Linked DNA regions of Hordeum vulgare: region 2 is linked to region 1. Evidence: chromatin contacts called from public Hi-C data. All regions are on one chromosome and are shown on one strand. Each heading gives the region's core, a stretch centred on a gene start, on an enhancer-like site or on the middle of the called end of the contact. The rest is flanking DNA. Distances are from core to core; before and after follow the strand shown.

Region 1 (2,998 bases), core at 178-2,677:
CAACTTCATGATCACTTCATGCTAGTTTGTTACATGTGCTTGTGTGTTGATTTTCATGATTAGTCCATGGTGGTTCGTTACATCCATTGATCTCATTCAGTTTAATTAGCATGGGAATAGCTCCAAAGGCAAGGAGGTTGCTGAGGGCAACACCTTGGAGATGCCTCGGGGGAGGCCAATGAATGTCGGCCATTGATCTGTCAGTCTGTGTGGATATTCTGGGTCGTTATTGTGAGTCTATGACTATGCTAATGTAATGCCTATAATGTAATGCGAATGCTTGTTCAAATTGCTAAGCTCTGCCTATGAGTATGTGTGTTGATAACCTCACCACTCGAACAAGAGGTTACCACACCGCATGCCTTAAACGTGACCAACAAACATCACGTGCATATGGGTACCACATGCTTGCAATCAAACGGTATTCTTGTTGCAGGTTGGAGTTTTGTGAGCAACCAAAATAAATGCAGAATATACTCCCTTCGTCTTAAAATAAATGACTCAAAAGTGATTCAACTTCGTACTAACTTTAGTATAAAATTAGATCTTTTTTAAATCACTTATTTTAAAACGGAGGGAGTAGTTTTGAGCCTGCATTAGCTCGTAGGCTGAAACGGACCACGGATACAAGGAGCCCAAAAATGATGCATGTGAAATGTAGGAGAACCTCCCATATTTGACAAGCTTTTCTGACTTGGAAATGGTGCCAATTCTCTTATCAGTCTTCCACACACGAGGATACGTTGATCTTGGACCCCGAGCTGCATGCCACAAATTCGCAATCACAAGTATGAGGTCAGGAGAGAGTTGAACTTCTGAGGATGTCGAACGACAGTTCGCTCCAGCGTCAAGCCAAATGTCGGTTCCCCATATCTCGTACGTCAAGGAAAACACACTGTTAATCTGCAAGGGGAAACAGTTTGGAAGATACATTTCAGTAAACAAACAGTGTTGATCGACTCGCGGAGTATCCTACCAAAATACAAGAGGCACTGAGCAGCGCCCTTACCTGGTGCGACGGGGCAGGAGATCGCTGGTCGCTCCCGGCCTCGGCGGCAAAGTCCGGCCGCTTCCGCGGCTCCTTCACGCGGCAGCGGCACGGAGGGGAAGAGAAGAGGAGTAGAGTGGACAAGGGGAATGGGACGAGGGAAGGGGAGATGCGTGGAGATGGGGTTGCCAACGGGACGGGCTCGCTTAGAAGTCGCGGGATGCCCGCCACGTGGTCTCTCCAACTGGCGAGACGGACGGCCATGATCGCGCCCGGCCGAAACCGAAACATAAACAAAGAAGCAATAGAGAAAGGGAAGCGAAAGCGAGGGCAGAGTCGGCGGGAGGCGGCGGCGGGGAAAGGGAAGCGATGCCGGTGGCGAGGCCCGAGCCGCAGGAGCCGCGGGTGATCGCCCACCTCGACCTCGATTGCTTCTACGTGCAAGGTCACCACCCTCTTCGTCCTCTACCCCCTCTACCCTGCCCCCTCTCTCGCAGCGTCTCTGAACTGAGAGGGTAACAGTGCATTCGCTCACCTGCAGTCGAGCAGCGGAGGAACCCGGCGCTCAGGGGGCAGCCGACGGCCGTGGTGCAGTACAACGACTGGAAAGGCGGCGGCCTGATTGCGGTGAGCTACGAGGCCCGCAAGTTCGGCGTCAAGAGGTGAGGGCCGATTCACCTGCTCCGTTCGGGGGTTCCTGTCAGATATCTGTCATGCTTTATTGGTTGATTCAGGTCCATGCGTGGGGATGAGGCCAAGAATGTCTGTCCAGGCATAAACCTCGTCCAGGTTCCCGTGTCCCGTGACAAGGCCGATCTCAATGTGTACCGAAATGCCGGCTCCGAGGTAGCATGCCACTGCAACAACACCGATAATTTACCCCATTGTTAAACAACCAGGACTGTTCCATGGCATTTGACGGTTTTGCGTCCAATCCTTTCAGGTCGTAGCGATCCTTTCGACTAAGGGGAAGTGTGAGCGAGCATCCATCGACGAAGTCTATCTCGACCTTACTGATGCAGCCAAGGAAATGCTCTTGGAATCTCCCCCGGAGTCGTCAGAGTCTATCTTTGAGGAGGCCACAAAGTCAAATATCCTGGACCTTCCTTCTGTAAGAAATTCTCCGTAAATTGGTTGGGGCTGCTCTTACATTTGGTGTGAGTGTGACCGTAGACCTTGATATGTATGTTCAGGATGCCGGTGACAGGGAAGAGAATGTGAAGGCATGGCTTTGTCGAGCAGATGCCGACTACCAGGATAAGTTGCTGGCGTGCGGAACTATACTTGTTGCACAGTTACGAGTAAAAGTTCTGGAGGAAACCCAATTCACGTGTTCTGCTGGCATTGCTCACAATAAGGTTTATAACCAGTCATAATAGTGAGTAGATGAAGTATGCTTTTTTGCATGATTCGTTTCTTCTCATTCTGCACATTTAAGAATAATTAGTCCAATTATTTGTACTGTTCTCTGAACTTAGGAACTCAATTCAGCTTCCCCATAGTGCTTCTCTTGTTCCATTACCCTTTTGATACTTTCCTTTTCCTGCTGCAGTGTTCCACTCAAATGTTGTTATATTCTGCAGATGTTAGCTAAACTTGTCAGCGGGATGCACAAACCTGCTCAACAAACAGTTGTTCCATCTTCTTCGGTTCAAGACTTTCTAGCATCACTGCCTGTGAAGAAGATGTAACGAGCCACATGACAACTCCACATTTATTGGTTTCTTTTTTTCTGTTGGACAAAGTTTTTAAAACCTTGTATTACTCTCTAGTCCTTGCATTCTAGAAATGTCTGATACTGAATTACGAAAAGCGTCCATGTTATGCAGGAAACAACTTGGGGGTAAGCTTGGGAGTTCCTTGCAGGACGATCTGGGGGTTGAGACAGTTGGGGATCTTCTAGGTTTTACAGAAGAGAAATTACAAGAGTACTATGGTGTAAATACAGGGTAAAGTTTTGCATATTGCTTGATTTTATTTCAGGTGCCTGTTGTTTAGGATACCACGTAA
Region 2 (3,003 bases), core at 368-2,867, 240 kb after region 1:
TCAGCCGTGCCGTAATTAAGTAGAGCATGCAACAGTACAAACATATACACGTGTCCTTTGGCGATTCAGATTCGCGGACTTGCTGTGGCAAAGGTAGCCAAGCTACAGTATCGCTATCTTTGCCCAGTATTGTCCGTCAGATTGAAAAGCGATGGTTCAAATCGGAATGTACAGTATGATCAACAAGTGACCAGTGATTTGGCAGTATGAAGGATTATCTTGCACGACACTTTTAGACCGTCTCGTAAGACTTATATCCCGGCTAGCACACCATGCACTAAATTGTTGGAACATAGAAATAAGGGCAACTCCACGCCGTCGGCCGACGGATCTTCGGATCTTTTTAAAAGATCGCAACAATGATGATGTTGCGTTCGGACGTTTGTAATAGAGTTCGTGTTGCGGAACTTTTGCAACAGAGATATTGATGTAGAAATTTTCTGCAATAGGGCTAATGTTGCAAAAAAGAAACTCTCACCTTTATACATGTGTCACTAAAGAAAGTTTTGCAACATCCCAAATGTTACCAAAAAAAAGGTAAATGACGTTCGCCATGCGCTCCCGTCAAACAATGGTGAGAGAGGAGCGTCGATGCGGACGAGCACCGAACCACTGACCAGGTCGCATCGCCGCCATCTTCCTCTCCGACGAGGTGGGTGCACTACGCGCGGTTGACGGACATGTTATAGGCAGGCGAAAAGCACCACTACGACTACCGTGCCGACCTCCAGTTGGAACGGCGCACCACGATGGCGACCGCACCAACCCCTGGCTCACAGCAAACTAGGACCACCCTGGAGGTGGTCAAGAATTCATGTGAGATTCCAGTTGTTGCGGTGAGGAAAATTACAACAACGACTCAGTTATAAAACCAGGTTGCTTCCCGCACCATTCGATCTAGATAGATCCGACGGTCACGGAGGTGACGAACGCGCATGATGTTATCAGCCGAGTGTCTGACCGTCTGAGGAACATGTAATGGTGGTTTCTTAGGGATTCCTTGTTAGCTGAATGATGGTTTCTTAGTGACTAGCAGGTGTGCACGTGAAAATGCATGCTCCTAGAGAAGTTAGTCTGGTAGTAGTAGTCGAACATCTACAAAGTTAAGGATGTTCATTCTCATTCCCTGTCGCCAAGCCAGGGTTTTGCCCGCATCACCGAGGTGCTCGTCAAAGGGAGGGGAGAGTGCGAGGACAGGCTGCGAAGATGATGAAGTAGGGTGGCGTGGTACCACATCGATGTTGGAAGGAGGGAAATGACGGATCCAGGATTGAAGTATACATATCTACCCTGTGGGCCAAAAAATATACGAGAGGAAAAAACTCGTCTAAATATAAGTATCCCAAAGTTCATCATAACTACCCTGTGTAAAAACGGCTTAATTGCACGGTGAATCCAGAATTTAAACTAAATCCTTAACGGTCCAACAAAAAATATACACATCTTATATCTTATCTTATAGGTCAACGCTACAAATCAACCGGCTGAAAATTGAGAAAAACCAGCCTCCTCCCAAACCGTACGATAGTGACACACAGGACCATTGGATTGGTCCAGTAATATCCCGTCCAACCTCCTCACTAGCATCTCGTGCAAGCTCCCTGTTGCGTCTTCTCATCAAAAACAAAAAAGCTCCCTATTGTGACGTACTACTTGCAAATTCATCACGCATACATAGGAGCAGCAACTCGGAGCATCCAACCACTGGCCAGCTTTCCATTCAAGTGGCGGCCTCATGTCACCGTCATTGAAAAGTTGCTTGTACCATTGAAACAACATACAAATATATGATACAGATACAAAATAACATGTAAAAAGAAAAACAAATAACCTATGGCTGGACTGCTTCGACGACAATAGGGATGCTACGAGGCGTGCTACCACGACGACCCGACTACTTCCACGACCATGATGTTGCTACGAGGCATGCTACAACGACCGTGGTGATGCTACCAGGTGTGTGCGATGGCGGCCCAACTACTTCAACGATGTTCGAATGACATGCTTCGAGGTATGCGACGACTTGGCGACATCGGTGTTTTTTCAAACGATTGTGCCATGCTTCGACGACATCCATCGAGGATCGTGACGTTTGTACAACGGGAACCTTGTTGCTTGATGATGTGGTGACGATGTGCTTTGACGGTCGGGAGATGTCGCAACAGTGTTTTCTGAATGACCATGGTGTGCTTCAACATCATGCGTCGATAACCGCATCAATGTTACAATGGGAACCTTGCTACTTCTATGATGTTACGACGACGTGCTTTGATGGCCGTGGCTATGTCGCGATGTCGTTCTTCGAACAGCCGTGGTGTTCTTCCACAACATGTGTGGATGACGGCGGCGATGCTACAACAACATCCGGGATGTTTTGATGATGTAGCGACGGCGTGCTTCCACACCCATGCTGATGTTGCGATGATGATGTTGTAACAACATCCGGGATGCTTTGATGATGTTGTAACAACGTGCTCTGGCTGGTTACATGATGATTCGGTAGCATGCTACAATGGGTGCAACAATAATGTCTTCTTCAATTAGTCGAGCGTGCTTCGATGACATGCGTCACTGGCCCCAGCGATGCTATAACGGCAGCTGGTTGATTCGATGATGTTGCGACGGCGTGCTTCAATGGCGGCAACGGAGGACCGACTACTTCAACGGCATGCTATCGCGGTGTTATGCTTCGATTGATCACGAAGATGTGCTTCGACGAACGCGATGATACTGAAATGGAGGCCCGACGGCGTCATGCTTCGATCGATCACGATGACATGCTTCGACGGCCGCGATGATACTGCAATGGAGGCCCGGTTACTTCGACAGCATGTTGTGGCCGCCTCATGCTTTGATCGATTACGACGACGTGCTTCGATGGCAGCGATGATACGGAGGCCCGTCTACTTCGACGATGCTGCAAAGATGTGCTTCCCGGCCATGACAGTGTTGTGATGATGGCAGGGCTGCTTCGACGATACTATAACAACGGTTTAGCTACTT

What was found. Hi-C and Micro-C count contacts between places; a contact is called where the count stands out from the background.
Region 2: a contact with region 1 is called in a Hi-C map of leaf, with 3 times the contacts expected there. The contact joins the enhancer-like site here to the promoter of LOC123444448 in region 1. A contact is called at or near these places in 2 of 6 Hi-C or Micro-C datasets (leaf and seedling) and 1 of 1 datasets of contacts at active chromatin or transcription factors (embryo).

What each region holds. Positions count from the first base shown.
Region 1 is chr3H:493,572,057-493,575,054 of MorexV3_pseudomolecules_assembly, forward strand. LOC123444448 reads right to left here and starts at 1,428. Exons shown (of 2, transcript XM_045121158.1): 1 at 1,010-1,428; 2 at 413-903. The coding sequence starts at 1,279. The coding sequence ends at 541. It overlaps LOC123444447 (DNA polymerase eta), which reads left to right and starts at 1,294. Exons shown (of 14, transcript XM_045121155.1): 1 at 1,294-1,433; 2 at 1,530-1,650; 3 at 1,723-1,834; 4 at 1,932-2,099; 5 at 2,182-2,346; 6 at 2,572-2,675; 7 at 2,818-2,937. The coding sequence starts at 1,358.
Region 2 is chr3H:493,807,359-493,810,361 of MorexV3_pseudomolecules_assembly, forward strand. No RefSeq gene overlaps it. Among protein-coding and RNA genes, the nearest start is that of LOC123444449, 15 kb to the right of the region's middle. Within about 2 kb of position 1,618, at least 1 of the 3 cell types and tissues checked has open chromatin away from gene starts, as enhancers often do. A contact at or near this core is called in leaf, where this site is marked.